Regions from separate parts of the Mus musculus genome. Here region 1 is linked to region 2. A link is a contact called in public Micro-C data. All regions are on one chromosome and are shown on one strand. Each heading gives the region's core, a stretch centred on a gene start, on an enhancer-like site or on the middle of the called end of the contact. The rest is flanking DNA. Distances are from core to core; before and after follow the strand shown. Region 1 overlaps Lrp1 (low density lipoprotein receptor-related protein 1). Region 2 holds the start of Dtx3 (deltex 3, E3 ubiquitin ligase).

The links. Hi-C and Micro-C count contacts between places; a contact is called where the count stands out from the background.
Region 1: a Micro-C map of embryonic stem cells shows a contact between it and region 2, with 2.5 times the contacts expected there. The contact joins the enhancer-like site here to the promoter of Dtx3 in region 2. A contact is called at or near these places in 1 of 484 Hi-C or Micro-C datasets (embryonic stem cells), 1 of 115 datasets of contacts at active chromatin or transcription factors (pancreatic cancer cells) and 2 of 9 other capture datasets (liver and pancreatic islet).

What each region holds. Positions count from the first base shown.
Region 1 is chr10:127,590,216-127,595,368 of GRCm38.p6, forward strand. It overlaps Lrp1 (low density lipoprotein receptor-related protein 1), which reads right to left. Exons shown (of 89, transcript NM_008512.2): 7 at 5,070-5,153; 8 at 4,734-4,956; 9 at 3,565-3,754; 10 at 3,138-3,281; 11 at 1,687-1,923; 12 at 342-522. Among named protein-coding and RNA genes, the nearest start is that of Gm16217, 3.4 kb to the right of the region's middle. Within about 2 kb of position 1,451, at least 121 of the 459 cell types and tissues checked have an H3K27ac peak or open chromatin away from gene starts, as enhancers often do. A contact at or near this core is called in embryonic stem cells, where this site is marked.
Region 2 is chr10:127,193,292-127,198,392 of GRCm38.p6, forward strand. Dtx3 (deltex 3, E3 ubiquitin ligase) reads right to left here and starts at 2,418. Exons shown (of 6, transcript NM_030714.2): 1 at 2,403-2,418; 2 at 1,119-1,343; 3 at 439-512; 4 at 1-66. The coding sequence starts at 439. F420014N23Rik (RIKEN cDNA F420014N23 gene) reads left to right here and starts at 1,958. Exons shown (of 3, transcript NR_045716.1): 1 at 1,958-2,176; 2 at 3,846-3,903. Pip4k2c (phosphatidylinositol-5-phosphate 4-kinase, type II, gamma) reads right to left here. Exons shown (of 10, transcript NM_054097.3): 10 at 3,776-5,101.

The sequences.
Region 1 (5,153 bases), core at 201-2,700, 400 kb after region 2:
ATGGGACAGGAAGTGGTGGGTGAGGGAAGGAAGGCAGGTGCAGATGTTGGCAAGCAAGAACTGTGCAGACCCAAAGGCTAGGGCGGCTTGGAGCCAAGGGGAACCAGGAGAGAGCTCTGTAGTGGAGCGGCAGAAGCAGACTTCCGGTTGCGTACCAGGGTTTTGTTTTCCCTCCTCAAGACAGACGGACAAACACACGCTCTCTTTTCAGGCTCCTTTTTCAGGCTCCCGTTCCTGCCTCTGCAGCCTGCCTGCCTCAGCCACGCCCCTGGCTTTGCCGCTTCCCTCCCCAGTCCTCTGAGATGTACATGCATCCACCCCACGCCCAGGGACAGACTCACCCATTGAGTGGATCCACTACAATGGCCCTGGGGTGTGTCATCTTGCCCTCAATTAGAGTCTTCCGGGTCTGAGCGGCTTTCTCCAGCCTGGCCACACTAATGGTCTTCTTGGGGCCATCATCAGTCCAGTAAAGATTGTCTCCCATCCAGTCCACGGCTACGCCCTCCACATTGTGGATGCCTGTGAGGGTGTAGAGAGCGCATGGGGGTGACCCTTGAAGGACACATGACACAGAGAGAGATGGTGGCCAGGCAGGGGGAGCAGGAGGCATGTGGTGCCCTGAATGGTGGGCAGATGGGGGAGGGAGGGTGGGGCAGAGGTGGGGGTGGGGATGGAGACGACCCTTTCAGATGCCACATCTACACTGCATCTACGATGCCACATCTACATTTTGAAAAACAGCATGAGGCAGCCAGGAAACTACGTGACTAAGGGGAGCTCTCAGATGAGGGCATGTCTGGGCCTGTGCTTAGGTGGACAGCCGGGGCGATATGCACTGGCTCTTTGCTCCAGTATGACGCCACCATCCTGGGCCTAAAAAACCTGTACTCACAAAAATGAGTAAATTAGGAAGTGAATTTTCCCTTAGCCAAAGGCTTTATCTAGTGTCCCTTAAATAGCAGTTCCCCTGTACAGGGGTCCCCAGTGTCTTCCTGACAGGAGTCATTCTTGATTTCCACACAGTCTTATGATTGCTGACTGCTGAGGTTCTCTGAGCTGCACAGAGGGTGGGGAGCAAGCCAGATTGACTGGTTAAGGAACCAGATCTTGGGGCCCCCAAAAACAGATCTGAGGTATAAAACACACACAGCTCAGAAGCCCTCAAGGGGAACGGCTCCACTGCACAGTGGCCCTGCCAAAGTAGGTCAGAGGGAGAGACAGACACAGAGTTCTCAGGCCACAGAGAGGTAGAGATATCCGTGGCCATGAGATCCAGCTGCATACATTCTGAGCATTTACACTTGTGGATGAGCCCTGTCTGACATGGCAGGCCCGGCTGTGATTCAGGGCCTATGGCCTCTCCTGGCTGTATGCTGTACACAGCTCCAGGGCTCTGAGCCAATGGCGGCGAGACCCTGAATTTTCCCAAGGGCTGGCCAAGGCAGCCCTCACTGCCTAACACATCCATCCATCCTCCGACTCTTTTTGGCTCAGCCAAGAAGGGGGTCACACAGGGGTCAACCTGTCTATCCCCTCATCTCCATGCCAACCAGCCCAGCCAGCTTGTCAGCAAGGACTCTTCATACTGTGAGGGAGCAATCTAAGCCTCTGATGTCTTCCTGTCTCAGGCGCCTCATCCCCCAGGAGCTCTTCCCACACACCGCCCACCTCTGACGCCCTCACCATCCTTCAGGATAGTCTCTCTCTCCGTGCCATCAATTTTCTGGCGGCCAATGAGGTAGCTGGTGGTGTCAGCAAAGTAGATGAAGCCGGTCTCGGCGTGGAAGTCCAGAGCGCGTGGATTCATAAGGTTCTCGATGGGGATCATGTGCTCATCTGGGACCTTGGCCCCCATGTCCATGCCTCTAATGATGCCTGGTCGGCCCTTGCCATACACGAGGAACAGCTCATGTTCAGGTTCTAGGGCAAGTACAAAGGGCACAAAGTTACACAGACACACATGAACTTGCGCACACACACACACACATGCATACACACACAGACATACATGCATATACACACAGACACACATGCACTCGCTCACATACACACATGCACACACACATACACACATGAACTCGCACACGTGCGCGCGCACACACACACATGCAGACACACAGACACACATGCACTTGCTCTCACATACACACAGAGATACACATGCACTCGCTTACACACACACACACACACACACACAGATACACATGCATATACACACAGACACACATGCACTCACACACACACACATGGATACAGACACACACGCATACACACAATGCACACACATGTATGCGCACATTCACACGCACACATGGTCACCACCCAAATTGAAATCTGGGTCTGAGGTGCTATAGTGCGTTGGCTGGGCTGGGTCAGGAGATCTGGAGCAGACAGGGCTATGAGTCACTCCCAGAAGACACAAGATAACATGCTCCACTCTAGTCCTAGAGCCGCTGTGTCATGGGGATTTGACTCAAGCAACTTTTCATGGAAATCGGAGTGCTTTCAGAGCACGTTGGTATCTGGTCATTCTACCAGTCTGTCACCATCTTAACCTAAACCATGTCACTCTGACCCACACCATGGAAATAGCCACCTGGCTTCTTCCCTCCTGCCCAGCACAGTATAAGCGTACACAGGACGCACCCAATCACTCATCTTCTTTCCACAGTGGTCATAAGCTCCTCATCCCAGTGAGAAATTCCCTTCATTTCCCTTTACTCACACCACGACACCTTACCCAGCGTCTCGGCAGACCACACCCTACACTGGCCTCAGGGCCTTTGAACCGTAAGTTCACTCCTCCATAAATGATCTCTCAGCAGTCACACGGTTGGCCGCCTCACTTCATCAGCAGAGAGCTTGGCTTAGATATCACATCCTCCGACTGTCCTGACAACTCCTCTGTCCCCCCACACCCTTCACTGCCCGAACGGTGTCAAACACCCAGTGTGTGTTTGCTGAACACTCGCAGAATGAGTGATCGTGTGCTAGATATATCGCTGCTCTTGGGTGTGGGCCCCTTATGTCTCTGCCCTTCGTTTCTCTGCATCTAGGCAGAGGCAGCGGGTTACAGGGGAATGTCTGTGGACCCACCCCTACCCCCAGCAGGCCCAACTCTCCCTGATACTCACTCTTACAAGACTTCCCATCACTTCCCAGGCTGAAGCCAGACCTGCACCTGCAGGTCCTTGCCTTGTGACTGTTGGCCAGGAGGCAGATGTCGGAGCAGCCACCTGGCTTCCCGTACTGGTCATTCTCACAGGCGTGACTCCGCACTGGGGGCAGAGGAGAGAGCTGTCAGCACCCTTCAGGGGGCTCTGCTCGGGTCAGATGGGGGGTGCTCTTTGCTCTTGTCCCATTTTAGGACTTTGAAGCCCAGAACTAGTATTCACCGCCTTGCCACAACCCAGGCATAAGGGATTCCGGTCGTGGAGAGGCGAGGAGAAGTAGCTTGGGGAAGGTGCCTAGAAACACTCTCAATTTGAAAGAGATATGCAGAAGAGCAGACAGTGCTGTTGGGGTGAAGCCGACTGTGGAGGTGCCCTGTTGACCGCTTACCTCGGGGCTGGCGTCGCTGGTGGTAGATATGCAGGGCACCACCCTTGTCCACACGGGTGACGACCTGGTACTCAGTACTGTTGAACCGGTTCACTCGGATCACGCTCGTCTTCTGCTGCGTGTTGGCATTGTCCGAGTTGGTGGCGTAGAGATAGTTCTCAAACACGGTCAGGCCGTACAGGTGCTCGATCTGAGACGGCAGGCAGCGTCGGTCAACAAGATGAAAAGGCTGCTCCCTTCATCCCCCATCGGCCTCCGCCTGCCACCCAGACTCCCATCACCTACGTCCGAACTTTCCCCGCTAGTTTTGTTTAACCTGATGCTAAACTTGTGTGTTCTGGAAATTTCTGTTTGTCCATCTCCTATTCGTCCTTCACAAAGTAAAGAACTGGAGTTTTCAAAGAGATGCTATTCCTTTCTATACTCTGCCTCTGTGGTGACACTGCTATCTAACACACCAGATGTGCTGATCACTGGACCATCCTACCACCGAGGACAAGAAAAAACAATGTCCCTCGCAGAATTAAGCTCCTTGCAGACCCTTTGAGAATTTGCAGATGAGTTAAACTCGGGCCCTAACCTCCCTCCCCAGAGAATGCTCAACTTGACTGCAGCTTTTCTGGAGACTGAGGGTTCTCTCGTGTCCCAAGGAAGCCTACAGGGGCCAGCTGTTTCCATTTGCCCAAGATAAGGAGTCTGCTGTGAGATTTTTCAAGGTTAGGACTGGAAGAGTTCCACTCAAAGCCCCGGGCATGGCTGCACACGCAAGCTACTCCGGAGTGGACGGTCTGCACTGAGCAGCAGGACCTCCTGGCTGGGTTCGAGCGTTGTTCCCAGTTGTGTAACCTCTGGCAAATTACCAAACATCTTTGAACCCCGCTTTTGTCAACTGCCTGCTCATCTCCCAGGGGTTATTTTAAGCCTCAAATAAGAAAAAGGGAAGTAAAAGGGGTGTCTTTAAATGACTGCTCCCATCAGAATGGGAAGCCATAGCCTTCCTCTCTGACACATTCCTGCTGGCCCCTCCAGAAGACATGGGCTGGTTAACTCTGCTCTTTCCACACTCACTGGGAGCCCTAGAGATCAAGTCCCCCAAAGGACTCCCCGTCAGCAGGAGGCTCTGGTGGTTGGTCTCCTCAGAATAACCTCAGACAAAGCAGCCCCCTCACCAGGATGCCTTGGATGATGGTCTGCCGACCCTTCCCTTCGTAGTCTACCACCTCGATGTAGTCTAGGTAGGCGTCCGCCCAGTAGACGAGGCGGCTGACCAGGTCCAGGGTGATGCCGTGTGGAAACACGATCTTGCTATCCACCAGCTTGGTGCGGTTCTGTCCATCCATGTCACAGCGCTCCACCTTTGGGATCTGCCCGTAGTCAGTGAAGAACACCTTCCTGTGGGTGCACACATGATAAATGGGGCGCAGGGACCAGGATCCCCCACACACTTCCCACTACAGCTTCTGCCTCCTCTTTCGAGAGTGAGAATGCCAGCCCGACACTCTTACCCCATGGCGGGGTCCAAGGCGATGCCTTTGGGGTTGTAGAGTTCCAGGTCCAGCAGAGTGACACAGGTGTCCCCGTTTCGGTTA
Region 2 (5,101 bases), core at 1,168-3,667:
TGGAGACAGTCACTTTGTTCTTGCAGGAGCCTCCACAGGCTGCCATTCTGGACAGGACGAACGACACTGCCCCCAGGGTGAAAGGGACTCAGAGTGGGGAGTCCCCATTTGACAGATAAATGTGCCTCTTACTTCAGGCTCCTTCTGAACCCCCTGTGTTACCTCTGTTTCCCTCAAAGCCAACCCCCAACACTGCCCACAAACCGGTTGGTTTTCTATCTCCACTTCTGTCCCATAGCCCAGCACCCTCTGGGCACAGGTTTCCATATTTCATCGTTATCTAAGCCAAGCACCAGCCCTGCTTGCTTCTTTCATTTCTCCCCTGAGCACAACAACCTGCCCCTTCTCCCCAAGATGGAAAAAAAAAAAGGTTCCTCCAAGGGAAGGAGGCTCCCCACCCCTACCCCACCCCATCCCACCTCCGTTTGCTTTGCTCACTTTGATCCGGAGGAGCTTAGAATTGGCATGCAGGCTCACTCTCCTTTCCCCCTGATACCTGGAGATCCTGTGGCCTGGTGGAATGGGAAAGAAAAGAAAGTAAGGGGGCTGGAGAGATAGCTCGGTGGTTAAGAGCACTGACTACACTTCTAGAGGTCCTGAGTTCAAATCCCAGCAACTACATGGTGGCTCACAACCATCTGTAATGGGATCTGATGCCCTCTTCTGGTGTGTCTGAAGACAACAAAAGTGTACTTATAATAAATAAATAAATAAATAGATAGATAGATAGATAGATAGATAAATAAATCTTTAAAAAAAAAAAAAGCTGGGCAGTGGTGGCGCTTGCCTTTAATCCCAGCATTGGGAGGCAGAGGCAGGCGGATTTCTGAGTTTGAGGCCAGCCTGGTCTACCAAGTGAGTTCCAGGACAGCCAGGGCTACACAGAGAAACCCTGTCTCAAAAAAAAAAAAAAAAAAGAAAAGAAAAGAAAAGAAAAAAAACAGGAGGAGGAGGAGGAGGAGGAGGAGGAGGAGGAAGGAAAACTATTCCCCAACCCCAAAGCCCCAACTCAGGAGCCCTTGAAATGGCCAGGAACCTGGGGTAGGGGTACTGGAAATGGGGATTTCTTGGAATACAGGAGGAACCCGAAAGCTGAGGTTCTCCTGGGGCACGGGTACCTGAAAAGACCACAGAGACGAAGGTAGCAGAAGTCCCTCCACCTCCACCTTCAGCTGGCCAGAGCTGGAGACGAGGAAGGTAAAGAGTTATGATAGCATTTCCTCAGCCAGCCCAGACAGAAAACGCTCTTCTAGTTCCTCTCCTCCCCTGCAGAATCCTCTCCAAGTTGCTCAAGGAACTTCATCAGGCTAATTCCTCTTTTCCCCCCAGTGCAGAGGGAGATCCTAGATGCAGATAAAGACAGGAAGGAGAAAAAAAAAAAGGGCCTCACAGGATGAAGGTCGTACACGCCACCTCCCTCAGATTACACTGACAGAAATATCTCCTAAACTCCTCGCTTTACGTTCTCGAATAGTTCAAGTCCCTGTTGTTGACAGAGACCTTTCCTTGAGAGCCGGAAGTCTGTTAGGGATGCCAGCAAAGTGTTAGCAGTCCCGCAATAACAAAGTTCTCATTGTCACCTTTAAACCCAGTGCCCGCAGAGCTGCTGTCAGCTGCAAATCAAGCAGGAGCTTGGCTAGAGGGACCCGAGGTTTTCCCCTGAGCCCTGTCACAGCCCAGCTCCAGGGCCTTTCCCACAACACAAAGTGCAGCTCAATTAGGAAGAGGGGCCATTCATGTGACCTCAATTCCTTGTGATCCAAAAAGAAGCCTCTGTCCGTTTGTGCCTCCATCATAGGGTCCTTGAGATGAAAACCTAAGCATCTCAACCCGCATGGTCTGTGCACGGTGAAATGCCCCCTCCCCACCAGAGAGAACCCAGGATCTAGGTGTCCTAGCTCCAAGTCCTGCTGGCACGGCACAGGGAGGCGGGGCCACAGTTTAGTCTGGGTCTAGCATTCCTCTGGGGCAAACCAGGCCGGACACCAGACCAGCCTCTTCCTCCAGACAGCGGCCGCTGGCAGGGACGGCGAGAAAGGGCAAGGGTCCCCTGGGGAGGTGTCCACTGAGGCACCCCCCACCCTTCTCCCCGAGACTGCCCCCGGATCCATCCAACCCGAAACCAACTCCCGCATCCCTACTCGAGGAAGCCCCGGAGTCCCGCCGCTTGGTGAGGGTGTGTGTCCACCCGACTGCGGCCCTCAGAACCCCCAAATGGAGGCCAGGGCTGAAGGTGCGGGAAAGATGATGGGCCCGGGCCCCGAGGGCGCCCTCTTCTCCCGCGGCGCGCGCGTGGGGGTCCAATGGCGGAGGAGGGGGCGGAGGGAAGCGGGGGGCTTGTGAGGGTGCGGACCCGGCCTGGGGGGGCACGCGGTGGGTGTGGGGGCGCCGGGCTCACCTACCTCTCGTCAGCGCCGCCATTGCCGGTCACATGACTGAGGCTGTTGCTGGGATGACGGTCCGGGCCTTAGCAACAAGGGGCGGGGGGGTGGGGGGGAGACCCTGAGAAGGTGGAAGGGGATGCCGGGGTGCAGACCGAGAGAAAGGAAGGGAGAGCACCCCTCCCCTTGGTGGGTGATAATCACCGTTTCCTTTGACCCCCTCCTACCCGGGAGCCCCTGCCTCTGCCCCAAAACAAAAATGGAGGCGCAGTTCCAGTCTTTGGAGGGAGGGGTGGCGTCATGTAGCCGAGGGTAGGAGGTTAAATCCCTTAGAAACGCCACTCTCTTGGCTTCCCCCTCCCGGAGGAGACCTCTCCCCACTTCTTTCCCAGCCAACTGCGTTGCACTCTTAGGAACTGGTAGGGGTGGGAGCAGTGTCGGTGGGTATATAGATTGAAGGGGAGGGAAATTTTTTTGAAGTCTTACGCTGGAATATGTTGGATGGGAAGTTTAAAAAAAAAAAAGGAAAACATTGGTACTACAAAATAAACCCTGTGACTAAACTACTTCAATCCCCTCCCTCAACTCTTGCCTCCTTCCAGACTGTTACCTCCGGTGACCCCCCCCACCCCCAACCCTCGCAGCCTGTTACCAGAAGTGGGCTGGTGACTAGTTTTCCACAAGTAAGGACACTGGTCTGTGCAGAACGTGAGGTGGATAGATCCTTTAAAAATGGCTCAGGGTGGTGTTAGTGTCAAGTACATGGCTCAAATAGAGTTAAAAATTCCCAAAGAAAAAAAGCTCTGCTCCGCTCTGCTTCCCGTCAGAGCTGTCTCCGCCTCCTCCAGCTCACTTCCCTGGGGCTACATCAAGCCAGGTTTTTCCACCAGCCAAGAGACCTCCTCAGCCAAGAGAAGAGGTACTGACTCTCCCAGACTAGCACCAACCACGTCATCCACCCCTCTCCATCCCCTCCCCCCTGAACTGGAGGACTGGTCACTCCTTCACTTTCCCAGGACCCTGCTGGACTCTTCCTGGCCTCTAAGCAGATAGCTTTCCCAGGAAGTCTGCGTGAACAGAGAATTCCTTCCCACAGAGCTGGTACCCCAAGAGGCCCACTAAAGTTAACAGATGGAGGAGCAAGAGCATAATGAAGACAGACACACCATCCCACTCCCACTCTGGCCGCCACAAGGTTGGCGACTATTTTCCCGCTCCCATGTCCACCCCACAACTCCAAGTCCACAGTCATCTTAGAACACCCCCCCCCCACACACACACACACATACTCAGGAGCCCAACACCTTGAAGACCAATATTTTTCAGTTGGACTCTGTAACTCTTAAACATAGGATGGGTTACTCAGTTTTTTAAAAAACAAAAACTTCTGTGAATGACTTAGATCAAATAATTTATTTTATTGTGATATCGGGAGTAAATATACATATTTTATTAACAAAACAGATGGAAAACGGAAGCAGTAAGTGAAGATGGCAACACTGCCCACGACCACAGCCGCACGGTGAGACCCCAGTTGTTAAGGGACCGGAGTCACTTATTGCATTCAACAGGGGAAAGGTTGCTTGAGGGATGGGAGACTCAGCAGGTCCCACCCACCCCAACCGGGCACCCATCTTGCTGCTTCCTTTGGTGAGGGAGGTGGGCTTCTCCCTGAGGACCTCATGGACACACAGCAAAGCAGCTCCTTGCCTTCAATGCCCACCCCACCTCCAGAGCGCCAAACAGCGAAGATGAGTGGCTTGCTTCCAAAGGCTTTAGGCAGAGACAAAGACAATCTATCTCTCCTTAGAATCATTTTCCCCAAGATGGTCTCCTGTTTCCTTGGCTGGCCTCAACCTCGTCAAGTAACTAACTGGCGATGACCTTGAATGCCCCATCCTGCTTACCACTACTTCCCAGGGCCAGGAGTGCAGGCGTGCACCGCCACGCCTGGCTTAAGTGGTGCTGGGGGTGGATCCCAGAGCTTTGTACATGCTAGGCAAGCACACTACCAACTCAGCTATGATCTCCAGCGCTCAAACCCAAACCTATTTGGAGTGTTCCTGAGACCAGGTCTCACTCAGTAGCCCAGGCTGGACTTGAACTCTCAGAGCCTCCTGAGTGCTGGCTTTACAGGCACGAGCTGGGAGAGCTAAGATGCCTAGCAGGTCCTCTCCATTCTGAGGATGGCGTGCATTAATATTCAGCTGTCTTTGGAGAGGACTGGGTGGATTGAGTTATGGCTCTGACTCCTCTCTGGGGGCGGAGAGGGGAGATGACAAAGAAGGCCATCTGTCCCCTGGGAGACACATTAGCAGTGGAAGATGGGACAGAATAACAACTCCAACCAGAAAGGGTTTTGAGAAGGAGGGGGAGTTCTAGGTACACATGCCCCAGGGATGCGGAGGCTCCTTCACTCGAGAGCTCTATCCTCCCCAAATTATGGAGATGGTACTGTTCCCCTCTGCTAGAAAGAAGCCCAGGAGTAGTGAGACAGGAAGAAAGGGTGTCACCCAGGCAATGAACCCTGCACTCCGACCTGTCCCGGCCTCTACTGCTCTCCCTGCTCACCAGCAAGGCACAGGGTTGTGGGAAGAGCAGCCCGAGTCTCACACCTGCACCTAAGCTCGGGCACCGCTAGCCTCTGGGCTCCTGCACCCAAAGTGCTCACAGAAAGAGGTGGACGTGGGGTGGGGTGGGGTGGGAGAACGGGAACAGTC